Linked DNA regions of Mus musculus: region 2 is linked to region 1. A link is a contact called in public HiChIP or PLAC-seq data. All regions are on one chromosome and are shown on one strand. Each heading gives the region's core, a stretch centred on a gene start, on an enhancer-like site or on the middle of the called end of the contact. The rest is flanking DNA. Distances are from core to core; before and after follow the strand shown.

Region 1 (6,699 bases), core at 49-2,548:
CCCCTTTCCAGGGATTGTTCCCTTTCACTGCCTGGTCTCCCAGGGCAACCCCCGCCGCCGGGTGTGAGAGGAAAGAGTGTATGTCACTGTGTATGCGTGACACTCTGGGTCTTTTCAGAGGGAGGGGATTCTGCCCCCACCCCCTCTCATTGGTTCTGCAGCACCAGTCACCCACCCCCATTCCCCGAGTTCCTTATGGACCCCAAGGGTGATTTGTTCTTGGCCCCATCCTGGTGTCCAGTCTGGCCTTGGAAGGGGGTCTTGGAACAGGTGGCCCTCCCCCACCCCTCCTTTCTCTTTTCCCCTCCCTTCTCTCCACCTTACAATAGCTGCAGCCGGCCTGGGGTCGGATGGGGGGGATTAGGGGAGGGGGCCAGGATTAGGGGAATGGACTAGCCGATGAAAGGGGCTGGAGGAGAGCAGAAGGAGGGGGCTGGGAGGAGGAGGAAGGGGAGGGGGTCCTTGCTAATCGACTCTGGTGCCCACATAAGGACTGGCCACGGACTGAAGGAGAGAACAGGGAAGTAGGGGGTAACTGGGTTGGGGGGCGAGGGGACCCACTGCTAACTTGTCCCAGAGATAGGACACCCCCTGGCAGCCGCTGCACAGGCTGGCGGGGGGGACGAATACCCATCACGGTCTCTTCCTCTGTGCCCCTTATTCCCGACTCTGAACCGGCTCTCAACCGGTATGGCCCTGCTCCTTCTCCTTCTCTCTCCTTCTCGTCCGCTTCCTTCACTCCGAGTCCCGGAGTGGCTTTGCCTACTTTCCCACGCCAGACATTCACTCGTGTGCTCCCCGACTCCCCCCAGGGGCCCGCCCCATCTGGTGTCCCCGCTTCCGCGCGGCGTCTCTATCCCCGGTGCCTCCGATGCGCTTCTCTCCCCGTCCCGGGCCGCGGCTCCTGATTGTCCAAACGCAATTCTCGAGTCTCTGGCTCCGGCCGAGAGTTGCGTCTGGACGTCCCGAGCCGCCGCCCCCAAACCTCGAGGGGGAGAGGCCGGGCGGAGCGCGGGACGGTCCCCGGACACCCGGGACCCCGCCGCAGCCCTAGGATCTCAGGGCGCGCACCCAGCAGCAGAGGTGCAGCTGCGGCCGGCTTTCCGGGGTTCTCAGGCCCGGCTTGAGAGAAGTTGGGGATCAGCGCCACGGAGGGGATCCTCCGCCCTCGGGCTCTCCACATGCACCAGCACCCACCGGGCCGGCTCACCGCGCGCCCGGCGGGGGAGGGGGAACCCGGTTCCACGGCGCGCGTGGCGCGCGAGGGCGGTGACGTCTCCGTCGCGGGGTGGGATACAGGGAGGGCGGAAGTGACGTCGAGCCTCGGCGCCCAGGCCATGGCGGCGGTGGCGGTGGCAGCAAGGGTTGCGGCGTGAGTGGCAGCTGCGGACCGAGCGGACCAGGGCAGCGGAGCCCCGGGGTTCCTGGGGAGAGGCCCGCAGCAGGGCAGCGCGAAGGCCGGAGCTGGGTGAGGGGCCGCGGGGCGCACGCCCAGGGTCAGGGGGCGGGGTCTGCAGAGGGGCGGCCCCGACAGCGTCTCCCCCCACCCCCTTCCGCAGACCTCTCTCAGCGGAGCCCCGCTTGGAGGGGGAGGGTCTGTGCCCCGTCACCATGACGACGCCGGCGAATGCACAGAATGCCAGCAAAACGTGGGAACTGAGTCTCTATGAGCTGCACCGGACCCCGCAGGTGACAGGGATCTTCCAGCCCCAGCTTACCCCCTCCCACCAGCCCTCTCCCTCCCTGCCACACTACTCTTGGCCCGACTCTGTCTTTGAATCACCTTTTATCTTCTCAAAGCACTAAAACACCTACCTCATTTGATCCGATTTAACCCCTCAAAGTGGCCATGGCAGCGAGGTACAGCAGATATCACCGTTTTAATTGAAGCACGGTAAACAGAACTTACCGTCCCGGCCCTGTCCCATCTCAACAGCCACATGTCAATGTACACATATATATATTCATCCTGCGAGCTTAAATATAATTCCCTCTCCAGTTTTCTGACTCACGTGCGCTGGGACGACATCGGAATCTGTTTGACAGACACCCTGAACTTCTAGTCTAGGTAGTCTTGCTCTTTAGAGTTTTAAGAAAGCCTGTTGAGGCCGGATGTGATGGCGAAGGCCTTTAACCCCAGCACTCCTGAAGCCAGGACAGGTGGATCTCTTAAGTTTGAGGTCAGCCTGCTTAGAGGCCTGCCAGGAATACATGCATATGGAGACCCTGTCTTGAAAACAGCAAACAAAAAATGAAGAAGTCTTGTAGCATAAATATCCTCCAACCCATAGATCTGTGCCATTCCCAGCCCTAGTCCTCTCAACAAACCCTGGCCTTTCTGTTTCAAAACTCCTTGTAAATGGGCCCTCATCCCTTCTGTTCTGGTAATCTCCAAGTCATTGGTCTCCTCCATCCCAGAATTCCCATCAGTTTGGTCAGCATGGCTGTCCAGGTTCTTACCTTTCTCAAAGCTTGCCTCTAAAGTCCCCTTCCCCCAACCCACTGCCACCTTCTGATGACCCAGGAAGCCATCATGGATGGTACAGAGATTGCGGTTTCGCCTCGGTCACTGCATTCTGAGCTCATGTGTCCCATCTGCCTGGACATGCTGAAGAACACAATGACCACCAAGGAGTGCCTGCATAGGTTCTGCTCGGACTGCATCGTCACCGCCCTGCGGAGCGGGTAACAGGAGGGACATGTTTGCCATGGGGCCAGGCGGGTCAGCCTGGGCATCCATGATGGGAGTTGGCCCTACAGAGCTCCCTTCCTCCCACACCCAGGAACAAGGAGTGCCCTACCTGCCGGAAAAAGCTGGTATCCAAGCGGTCCCTACGGCCGGACCCCAACTTCGACGCCCTGATCTCCAAAATCTACCCTAGCCGGGAGGAATACGAGGCCCATCAGGACCGGGTGCTCATCCGCCTCAGCCGCCTGCACAACCAGCAGGCGCTGAGCTCCAGTATCGAGGAAGGGCTCCGGATGCAGGCCATGCACAGGTGTGGAGAACCAGAGACCTTGTTACCCATGGGTCTTGTCTGGAGTACGGGCCTGATAGTCTGCATTCGAGCTGCCAGGTGGCGACCGTGCAGCTGACGTTGGGATTTGAGGGAAGTGTCTGTTCTCAAACAAGCTAACCTCTGCCAGCCCTCTTTAGGCCTGTGTCTCCAGCCATCAGATAGAAGCAGGAAGCCTCACTAGTAGGGCCACGGCCTGGGGGGGGCTCCCCCTGAAGTTTAACACTAAGGGCTTGAATCCTGCTCTTTATAACCTGGAGTGTTTGTTTCTGCAGGGCCCAGCGTGTGAGGCGGCCGATGCCTGGATCTGATCAGACCGCCACAATGAGTGGGGGGGAAGGAGAACCTGGGGAGGGAGAAGGGGATGGAGAGGATGTAAGCTCTGACTCCGCCCCAGACTCTGCTCCAGGCCCTGCTCCCAAGCGACCCCGCGGAGCGGGTGCAGGGGCCAGCAGTGTAGGGACAGGGGGTGGGGCTGCTGGTGGGGCTTGCGGGGGTGCCGGTTCTGAAGACTCTGGTGACCGGGGCGGCACCCTGGGAGGGGGAACCCTGGGGCCCCCAAGCCCTCCTGGGGCCCCCAGCCCTCCAGAGCCCGGTGGAGAGATTGAGCTTGTGTTCCGGCCCCATCCCCTGCTTGTGGAGAAAGGAGAGTACTGCCAGACTCGGTGAGGAGCCCTGCCTTTGCAAAGCCAGACCACCTGGAAACTCGAGCTCAGAAATCTGTGTCAGAAGGGGGCTTCGGGCCTGGGGTGTAGTTCAGTCAGTAGGGTGTCTGTCAAGCATGCATACATGAGTCCCTGAGTTTGCTCCCCAGCAACATATAAGCCAAGGGTGGTAGTGTACACCTGTCATTCCCAGAGGCAGGGGGATGAGAAGTCGAAGGTCATCTTCAGCTACATAGCAAGGTAGAGGCTAGCCTGGGGTACCTGAGTGCCCCCCCGCCCCCAGCCAGAACTTTTGGAGAAGGCTGTGCACTCAAGGACTCTTGCCCCCTCCACCCCCAGGTACGTGAAGACTACTGGGAATGCCACAGTGGATCATCTCTCCAAGTACCTGGCCCTGCGCATTGCCCTGGAGAGGAGGCAGCAGCAGGAAACCACAGAGCCCGGAGGGCCTGGTGGGGGTGCTTCGGACACAGGCGGACCTGATGGGGGTGGTGGGGAGAGAGGCGTTGCCGGAGGAGGCGAAGGTCCTGAGGAGCCTGCGCTGCCCAGCCTGGAAGGTGTCAGCGAAAAGCAGTACACCATCTACATCGCTCCTGGGGGCGGAGCGTTCACGGTGAGCATCTGATGGTAACAGAGAGCCAGGGTGGTGACCCGTCTCAGCCCCTGCTCTGTCCTTCTCTGGGGGCTTCTGTTGAGCCACACCCTCACTGGTTTTCAGGGTTTTTTTCCCTTTCTCCCGCCCCCCCCCCTTTTCCTCTTGTCCGTTTCCTCTTTTAACTTCCCTCCCCCTGCCTCCCTCTCTCCATCCCTAGACGCTGAATGGATCACTGACCTTGGAGCTTGTAAACGAGAAGTTCTGGAAGGTGTCCAGGCCCTTAGAGCTCTGCTATGCCCCCACGAAGGACCCAAAATGATGTCACAAGGGGACAGCTGGAACATGGGGACCACAGGGTGTCTCTGTGTCCCAGCTCAGCCTGCCAGCTTCATCTCCCAAAGCCCCCCAGCCAGACAGCAAGAGGACAAAGGAGGACAAATGGCTTTTATACAAAGTATCTATATTGAATTAGTCTATATTGGACAGCACGGGCCCTGTACCCACTACTGCCTTTTCTATAGACCCTAGTTTCCTACCCTGCTGGTGATAGGCAGGGTGGACAAGACCCCCTCCCCGCCCTCCTCCCAACAACAAATTTGCTTATTTCTTCTTTGAAACCTGCAGTTCTCTGTGTGTGTCTCTCAGGGGGAGGGGGCTGGAAAGATGGCCCAGCGGCTAAGAGCACTGGCCTCTTGTGCAGAGGATCCGTTTGATTCCTAGCATCCACAAGGTAGCTTCCAACCATCTGTAACTCCAGTGCCAGGGCGTTGGATGCCCTTTTCTGACCTCTACAGTCTCCAGGAACACGTGGTACACTGACTGGTGCAGGCAAAACAACCAAACACACGGAATTAAAAATAAGCTAGTTGAGTGGGTGGATTAAAGGTGGAGGCAGGCCGTTCTCTGCAAGACTAAGTAGTGAAACCCTGCCTTTAAAAACAACCAAGGGTTGGAGAGATGGCTCAGTGGTTAAGAGCACGGACTGCTCTTCCAGAGGTCTTGAGTTCAATTCCCAGCAACCACATGGTGGCTCACAACCATCTGTAGTGGGATCTGATGCCCTTTTCTGGTGTATCTGAAGACAGCTACAGTGTACTCACATACATAGATAAGTCTTAAAAAAAAAAAAGATAAAACAAAAACAAAACCCCCCAAAACAACAACAAAAACCACTTTTAATTGGGAAGGAAAGCTTCAAACTCACAGGAAATCCGGGTTGTAAATAGGAAGGTGATACCAAAGGTGAACTCCATAACTCCCTCCCCTTCTTCAAAAATACAAATGAGAGGGAGGAGCCATTGTAGCAAATTCCTGTAATCCCCAGCTCTGATTGGCAGAGCCAGAAGGATTGCCACTGAAACCAGCCTGGTCTACGTGATGAATTCCAAGCTGGCCCGGACTAATTACACCTGATCCAAAAGCAAACACCTGAAGAAAAGGGAAGTAGTGAAGAGATGTGGGAAGCCACATACGCCATTACAAGGTGGCGCTGGCTACCTCTGGCCACCACCCATAAGTTTGGGTAAACAACCAATGTGCGCATGTGCAGTAGAGTTTTTGCTGAGTCATTGCCTGGCCCAGGGCATGTAAATGAGGTACTGAAAGCATAACCAATCGGGTGTAGACACGCCTCTCCTAGGCCTATATAAGCAGTGCCAGTTCTGGGGCTCAGGGTCTTCGCCTCTGCAGTCAAGCTCTCCCAATAAACATGTGCAGAAGGATCCTGTTGTGGCATCTTCCTTGCTGGCGAGTAGGGCACTCACAAGTGGTGCCGAAACCCAGGAAAAGAAACATCTTCAGGCATGAGCAAAGACCCCCCTGTTACAGGGAGGATTCAGAACTGCATCACGGGGAAGGAGCGGTTAATGAAGTGTTCCCGCAATACAGACTGTTGAGAAGGATTCGACTGCATGGATTCAGAACTCTTAAGCTGGGGAATGGTGGTACTGGTAAGTAAAAGAAATTAATATAAGTCTCTGAGACGTATGCTTTCTTTCGGAATAGATCCGGTAATTGTTGCTGGGGTTGTGTTGCTTGCTTGCTTTCTTGCCTTGATATTATGCCATTGCCTTAATTTTCATTGCCCTGGACACGAGTGTATCTGCTGGGAATAGCTAGGCAGATACAAAAGATCATAAAACGAGTGTAGATAAAACTCGTGGATCGACCTTGGGGCTAAGAACCTCATGTAGATAAGTGACTATCTCAAGGATGCTTCAGTCCAGGACGAGTATGGGTACCAGCCAGTCTACGCCGTTAGTGGGGCCGATGCAAGCCTTGCTCAAAGAACGAGGTTTAAAGATTTCTGAAAGTACAGTGAGCGGGTTCTTAAAAGAGATAGACAGACTCGCCTCTTGGTTTGCCCCCCACTGGGTCGCTGACGCTACCTAGTTGGGAAAAATTAGGGAGAGATATAGCGAGA
Region 2 (7,347 bases), core at 1,512-4,011, 350 kb before region 1:
CTGATGGTGGCAGTTACATTGTGACCTTGTGCCAAGCTCACACACCTATGACTCGAAGCTCCATGGAGACCTCTTGGGAGGTGAAGCCATCTGTAAACTGACAGTGGTACAGGCCATCATCAGAGGCCTGGACCTGCTGTATCTGCAGAGCCACACTTCCCATGTCAATGGCTTGTCTCACCATCTGGGTCCTGCCCCTGTATTCCGGCATCTGCACCTCTCCCTGCTCCTGTCCGTTGTGGAACACCAGCACAGCAGGGGTGGGCTGGGCACGGTACCATCGGATGTGCATGCGAGCTGCACTCTGTTCAGGAGACAGCTGGCAGGGCAGGGTGGCTTCAGTCCCCAGCAGGACAGTGATGGGCTCAGCTGGTCCCTTCACAGAAAACCAAGACACTTCTGGGGAACAGAGACAGATTGCGGAAGCAAGTTAGAGATATGAGACTTAAAACAAACAACACTGCACTTTCACAGTTAGGGAATTAAACATTTATCTCCTTTGTATTACTTTAGAAAAAGTATTAAATTTTAACAGATAAAAATTTAATAGTTCAGTGTATAAATGTCTCGGTCTCTGTGTATATGTATATACATGTGTGTATTTTTGGGACTTTTACAACATTAATGCTTGTTCAGAAATATTAGCTTCTTCAGTATTTAGAATCTACTCAAATACGCAGCCTGTTTATTGTACAGTTTAGGAAATGGACATTCTTCAAATATGCCAACATAGCCAAGATCACAAAAGCAGCAGCAGAGATGGAGGGAGGGAAGGAGAGAGGGGTGGATGGAGGGAGGAAGGGCAGGGTTAGGGAACTCTGTGTGAATTTAGGGTTGGTGGCCCTGGCCATGATACCCTCTAGAGAGTGGTGTTCTGAGCTAGGAGTGTCACAGTGACCGTTGCTAGAGTGGAGACAGGCTCTTTTCAGTTCTGCATTGCTTCCAATTGTGGGGTGCCTCTGTGACTCAGGGGACACTTGTTCTCCTCTGCCTAACACCAGGTGTCAGCATATATACATGTCAGCAGCTCAGTTTAGAAAGTCCGTTCCACCATTTCACAGTGCAGTGGGGAATCATGGTTTCACATGAATGCAATCATTATGCAGCAGTTTGGGCAATCAGTAACATTTATAGCACTTCACTCTATTACTAGAAACAATCCTTCAATAAACTACACAATGCATGCACACAGGTACACATATGAATACATGCATACATACACACATACATATGCACACAAATACACAAAAATGTTTTACACAAAAATTTACAGAGTTTTGAATTGGCATTCATGGACATTAACATTTTTGATACTAGGGCTGGGGTGTGTTTGATGGTAGACCAGTTGTCTAGCATGTACAGTGCCCTGGGTTTCATCTGGATTCTTATATTTACCCACTATGCCATTCACATGGTCTCCTTTCTGAGTTCTCTCCAGAGTCTGAGAATTCTAACCTAAAGATGCTTTTGTTTTATGAAGGAAGAGATAATGTCCCAGAGGGAATGAATGATTTATTTAAAGTCACAACCTAAGAACTCTTAGTCCAAACTCTTTGTGCTCCTGTGCACACAAACCCCCTAATGCACACCTTCCCGGCCATACACCCTCAAACCATGAGCTAACTCTCCACCTTTAAACTTCTTGACAGGTAGCTGGCCACAGCAGGGAGAAAACTCACACGCACAGTGAACATACAAAGGATATCTCAACACACAGGCACTGTAGCATTTATAGGCCAAACTCACCCACACTCAGCAAAGAGTTAGGAAGATATCGCAGTTCCAGGTTTTATAAAAATTACCCAAAGGATCAGGGAGGATATTTTCTTGGCCAGTAGATGGCCACGGGAGTTCATTTACACAAGAGAAGTCATTGAACACAAGACACAACACAGCACAGAAGGCAGAACACTGACCTCCAGAGACTCCGGTAAACAGCAGGAGGAGCAGAGGGAGGAGACAACCAGCTGGAGGGACGGAGGGGGAGCCCTTCATCATCAGAGTGGAAGGTCAAGTCCAGGTTCACCATAGGAGGGCAACAGGTGAAAGTTCTCAGGAAAAAAATTCCCTGTTCCAAGACTTAATGTTATTCATGGGTTTCTAGCTGTGTCTTCCACAAAATCCTTAAGACAAAACCCACCAACCCTAGCCCTCCCCAGGGCCTTTCATGTCCCCTCTTTATTCAGAAGACCAACAATTTCCCCGTGGACATGGAAAGCTGCCAAGTTCCCATTTTCTCTCGCCTTTCTGTGAGTTCATGGTCCCAAGGGGGATCTTGGAGCTGGGTTCTCTGAGTCCAATGTAGGGCAGTGAAGTCATACAAGAAAGTAGACCACTCCCACATTCAGTCTATTTTCATTCTTCTAATTTACTCTTTTTTTAAAATTCATTTACCTACTTTCCCCCCAAAAAAGGAACCATTTCTCACTATATCCTCATGACTTCAATTCACCCTTCTTCAGGCCCACACCTCCCTCAGAAACCACAAACCCTCACTCACCGTCTGGACAGAGCTGTGGGTTCCTTGAAGCCCCAGGGATCCTCAGTGCACTCCTGGACCCTGGCTCTGGGGACCATCCACACCTGTGTTACTGTGGCCAACAGTCAAGCGTGTGGATGCTGGGGCCAGAGTGTCCAATTTCCGTAGATGTTCTCAGTGGCAAGGTGGACACACAATGCTGCCCCCAGGCTCTGGCTTTAGAGTTTCTCCTGGAGGAGTCTAGGAGAAAGCTGCAGCCATCTTCAGCTCTTATTTAAGGGTGGAAGTAATTAAAGCCCAAGGGACTTTGCACTGGGCTGAGCCACAAGCTGATAGGAACTTGAAAGCCACTTTAAGATACTTCTCACCATAAGCTGCCTCCCACAGAGCCAGGGAGAAGCGCTCAGGTCTGGTGGTCAGATTGGAGGTCACTCACACAGCTAACAGATTGAGAGAATAAAGCCAAGAATGCTTCTACCCCTCCCACAATGATTGACTTCTGGCCGTATGTGTAGAGCCTTGGTTACATGGTGAATTCATGGACAACCAGAACAACACAGGACCATGTCTTAAACAAAATGCCAGCAAAAGGGGTCTCTTTCATCTCTCAATAGGCTTGCATTTTTTAAAATGTATTTCATGTGTATGGGTATTGTGTCCTCATGGATGTTATGTGTGCAGTATCCATGGAGGCCAGAAGGGGGTGTCAGAATCCCTTAGGAGGAAAGTCACAGGCAGTTGTGAACTGTCATGTGAGTGCTGGAAACCAGCCCTGGTCCTCTGTAAGGGCAGCCAGTGCCCCTAACCACCGAGTCATCTCTCTACCTCCACCTCCATTTTGCATCTTCATACTCTACTGTATATTGTCATCCCTTCACAACTGCTGAAAGTCACACGGTCTCAGTGAATATCTTCACTTAAAAGGGAATTATTTTCTTGGAATGATTTCTTTCAAAAGCTTCTTTTTCATCTTTAAGTTAGCATTGTGATATGTACAATTGTGATATGTACAATTTTGTTAGAAAATGTCTGCCTGTGCTTGTTCCATTCCATTGTGTGCCTCCTATGACCTGCTTGTGGACGTTCAATCTTAGAGCTAGAATTTTGAGGATTCAAATCAGTGCTTTCTTTCTTCCCTTTTAAAGAATTATTTTATTTTTAAGTGTGTGTGTGTGTGTGTTGGGGGTGGGGAGAGTTGTGTGCTTGTGAATATGAACACAAGTGTCCTTGGAGTCCAGAAGAGACCTTCGGGTTCCCTGGAGCTAAGTTACAGACAGTTGTAGGCTTCCTAATGTGGGGGCTGGGAACCAAACTCAGGCCCCCTGAAGTGTTCCTAACCACTGAGCCATCTCTCCAGCCAAATCACAGATTTCTTGACTGTTGTAAGGGTTTTTTTTTTTTTTTCTTGTCATTGTGAGCAAGAAGATAATTGTTCCAGCATTCACAGGCTTTCCCTCTCTTTGCTCGCCGACAAAGGAGGGAGATGGTGAGAGGCCAAATCTTTTTAGTTCAGACTCCATTTTAGAAAACCTGACCTAAGTTTGAACTCAGGTAAACTAACAGGCTGGTACCTGGCATTAGTTTACAAGTTGCCCCCCCACCAACAAAACCCAAGCCTAGCTCCAGTCTCTAGGCTAATCCCCAACAAGACCAGCGTCTCCAGGTCACACCCTCAACAAGACCAGCATCTCCAGGCTATCCCCCCAATAAACATGTTCCCCCAGGTTACAGGCTCTAGTCTTGTAGTGACCACCAATGCAGAGGGAAGCAGAAATTAAGAAAAAAATTAAGTTTATGATATGACTTCTAGCACCAGCCAATTATGTGAAATAGCTTTCCAATTAGATGCTTGCATGTGTACTCCCTGCTTGCTGCTTACTATAAAGCCTAGGTATTTGGGGCACCCCCCAACCAAAAACATCCTGCGTGATAGTGGTGTGTTGAGGGGGCCTGAGCTAGCTGGAATAGAATAAAGACCCTGTTGTCAGCTGCATCAGATTGGCTCCTGTCTATTTTTTTTGAGGATCAAACACTTCCTTGGCACTACAATGGAAGGGCCCAGCTGAGGCTGTTCATGCTGTGTATTCCCCATCTGGATGAGGCAGATTTAATCAATGTCTGTGGAGGGTATCTCCAGGCCTGAGTGAATGAGAATCCGAAAGTTGAACTGTGTCCCTGTCTATTCAATTCTTTCTTAAGTGAATAGAGGACTAGCCAGGAGATGACAGTGTATCAAAGCATCAGATACATTGTGATAGAGCTTGCAAGCACTTGGCTAAATGGATGGGCTATAGACACCCTTGTTTCCCATATGTTAATTTATGTAATCTCAAAAAATTAAGGACATGGGTTACCATCCAGTACACTGTCAGATGAGGAAACTGAGGAACCAAGGGGTCCTGTAGCTCATCCTGAATCCTAAGCATAAGCAAAGCAATCAGGAGATTAACCCAAACAGTCGGCTCCTAACTGGAACACATAGTTTGGAAAGAAAGAAATCAGTTGCCCCAGCTCTTGGCTGCACCTTGTAACCATGTAATTACTACAGCTCTATTGTCTGCATTGAAGCCCTATTTTCTAATCCTATTTTGTCTTTAGTTTTGAGACCTTTTTTCCCCCATTTTTATTAGATATTTTCTTCATTTACATTTCAAATGCTATCCCGAAAGTCCCCTATACCCTCTCCCCGCCCTGCTCCCCTACCCACCCACTCCCACTTCTTGGCCCTGGCATTACCCTGTACTGGGGCATATAAAGTTTGCAAGACCCAGGTGCCTCTCTTCCCATTGATGGCCGAGTAGGCCATCTTCTGCTACATATGCAGCTAGAGACACAACTCTGTGGGTACTGGTTAGTTCATATTGTTGTTCCACCTATAGGATTTCAGACTCCTTCAGCTCCTTGGGTACTTTATCTAGCTCCTCCATTGGGGGTCCTGTGTTCCATCTAATAGATGACTATGAACATCCACTTCTGTGTGTGTCAGGCATTGGCATAGCCTCACAAGAGACAGCTATATCAGGGTCCGGTCAGCAAAGTCTTTCTGGCATATGCAATAGTGTCTGGGTTTGGTGGTTGTATATGTGATGGATACCCAGGTGGGGCAGTCTCTGGATGGTCTTTCCTTCCGTCTTAGTTCATTTGAAGGATTACTCCCCAAGTTTCCTGGAGGAGTCTTCTTGCCTCCAGTTTTCTGAATCCTTAAATGTCCATCCAACCCTTCTTCAAGGACCCTCAGACCCCTGAAGCATCTGGAGCAAGATTCACAGGAGAGACCTGCTGGTATCCAGGAGGAGACATGCCGGGAGGCAAGGCAGGGTCACCCTGTCTGGCTCCCTCTCTGAGATGGTGATAGGTTCTAAGAAACCTTCATCTCTCTAAGCATTTAGACAGTCCGAAGCTCTCCTGGATGATGGGCAAGAGGGAAGGAGTGCGGGGGGGGGGGGTACAGCATGGATCCTGAAGGTGGGTAGTGGACAGGCAGCCCTTTGTCATACTGGAAAGTGTTGGTGAGAATTCAAGGAGGCTGAGCTAAGTCTCTTCCAGGTTGCCTCCTCTCTCCCCTCTCTCTCTCTCTCAGTCAGTGAGAGATAACATGTTCTTTCAAGGAGTGATTAGAGACATGGGCAGACTAATGGCCTCAGAACATGGTTGTTCAGGTCAAAGCTGTTTCTGGAAAAGGGAGGCAAGGGGTCTTTGTGTGAGTGACAAAGGACCCTGGTGTTCTTTGGGGAAAGACACCACAGTTGTCTGAAAGTCACAGGAGATCATTTTTAGCACCACCATGAGCCCCTTAGACATGGCCCTCTAACCTTGACAATCTCCTTGTCATGGATCCAGGTGTTTGCAGGCCGTCCCTCTGGTCTACCTCTTCTCTACCCCACTTTCACTTCCACTTCCATGGGGCTCAGGCAAAAACCTACCGCATGTGGAGCACCGACCTTCTGTCTTCTGCATAGGAGGATTAAGTCACATGGTGAGTCTGCAAACACACCTTGGCTATTTCTAAATCCTCATCTAATAAATGATTTATTTGCACACCAGGGCAAATAAATCTTCACAGGGAATGTGTTTTCATGGTATCCCTGCCTTCTTCTCACCCCACTTCCAAGAGTACTCCACCATTGTAACCAATAAATTATTTGCTTTATATGAGGCTATCCTGTCTGCTGTAAAAACCTATGACCTATCAGCTTGTGCAAACACTGTAAAACTCTGTGATAATGGAATTTCCCTGGGGCTCTGCTGCGACAATGATGATGTACTCTGAAGGTGCCAGGCAGAGCATCCGGACACACTTTTTATTCTGGCTTGATCCCGCTGATTCCTCAGTAGTGAATGGCCCCTGAGGTCACATTGGAGAGCATGGTGGGCGCAGACACCATGCTCTCCTGCTGTGTGGTCCCCAACCTTGGTGTGAGGGACACAGAACCAGGATGTATTGCTCCTGTTTCTCAGAGGCTGTGTGGGTGTATCAGGATGGGATGGAGTAGGTGGGAGGGAGCTTGGAAACTTCAAAGGAAGAGCAGAGTTAGGGAAGGGTTACTGTGGCTGAGGGGAGAGCAGACTTGCAACCATTTCTTCTGGGAAGGAGATGACTCTGAGGAAGCCAGTAGCTGAATGTGAAGAACATTTTAGAGGAGGGGTAAACATCCTGTTGGGTTTTGGAGGGATTCTTGTGCACCTGTGTTCTAGTTTGCTTTCTATGGCTTTGTTGAAATGGGAAAAGAAAGAAAAGAAAAGAAAAGAAAAGAAAAGAAAAGAAAAGAAAAGAAAAGAAAAGAAAAGAAAAGAAAAGAGAGGAAAGGAAAGGAGAAGGGAAGGGAAGGGAAGGGAAGGGAAGGGAAGGGAAGGGAAGGGAAGGGAAG

The links. HiChIP or PLAC-seq counts read pairs in DNA pulled down with a chosen protein or histone mark.
Region 2: a contact with region 1 is called in an H3K4me3 HiChIP or PLAC-seq map of bone marrow-derived macrophages, with 6 times the contacts expected there. The contact joins the promoter of Btnl1 here to the promoter of Ring1 in region 1. A contact is called at or near these places in 1 of 39 promoter capture datasets (cranial neural crest), 1 of 15 datasets of contacts at CTCF or cohesin (large pre-B cells), 10 of 115 datasets of contacts at active chromatin or transcription factors (the 230-238 cell line, bone marrow-derived dendritic cells, bone marrow-derived macrophages and 4 more) and 2 of 9 other capture datasets (embryonic stem cells and liver).

Annotation. Positions count from the first base shown.
Region 1 is chr17:34,019,279-34,025,977 of GRCm38.p6, reverse strand. Ring1 (ring finger protein 1) reads left to right here and starts at 1,298. Exons shown (of 7, transcript NM_009066.3): 1 at 1,298-1,468; 2 at 1,560-1,689; 3 at 2,525-2,685; 4 at 2,784-2,999; 5 at 3,293-3,682; 6 at 4,022-4,295; 7 at 4,495-5,186. The coding sequence starts at 1,612. The coding sequence ends at 4,596. Mir219a-1 (microRNA 219a-1) reads left to right here and starts at 886; the gene lies at 886-995. It overlaps Mir219c (microRNA 219c), which reads right to left and starts at 966; the gene lies at 907-966.
Region 2 is chr17:34,372,546-34,379,892 of GRCm38.p6, reverse strand. It overlaps Btnl1 (butyrophilin-like 1), which reads right to left and starts at 2,761. Exons shown (of 10, transcript NM_001111094.1): 1 at 2,501-2,761; 2 at 1,917-2,068; 3 at 46-399. The coding sequence starts at 1,998.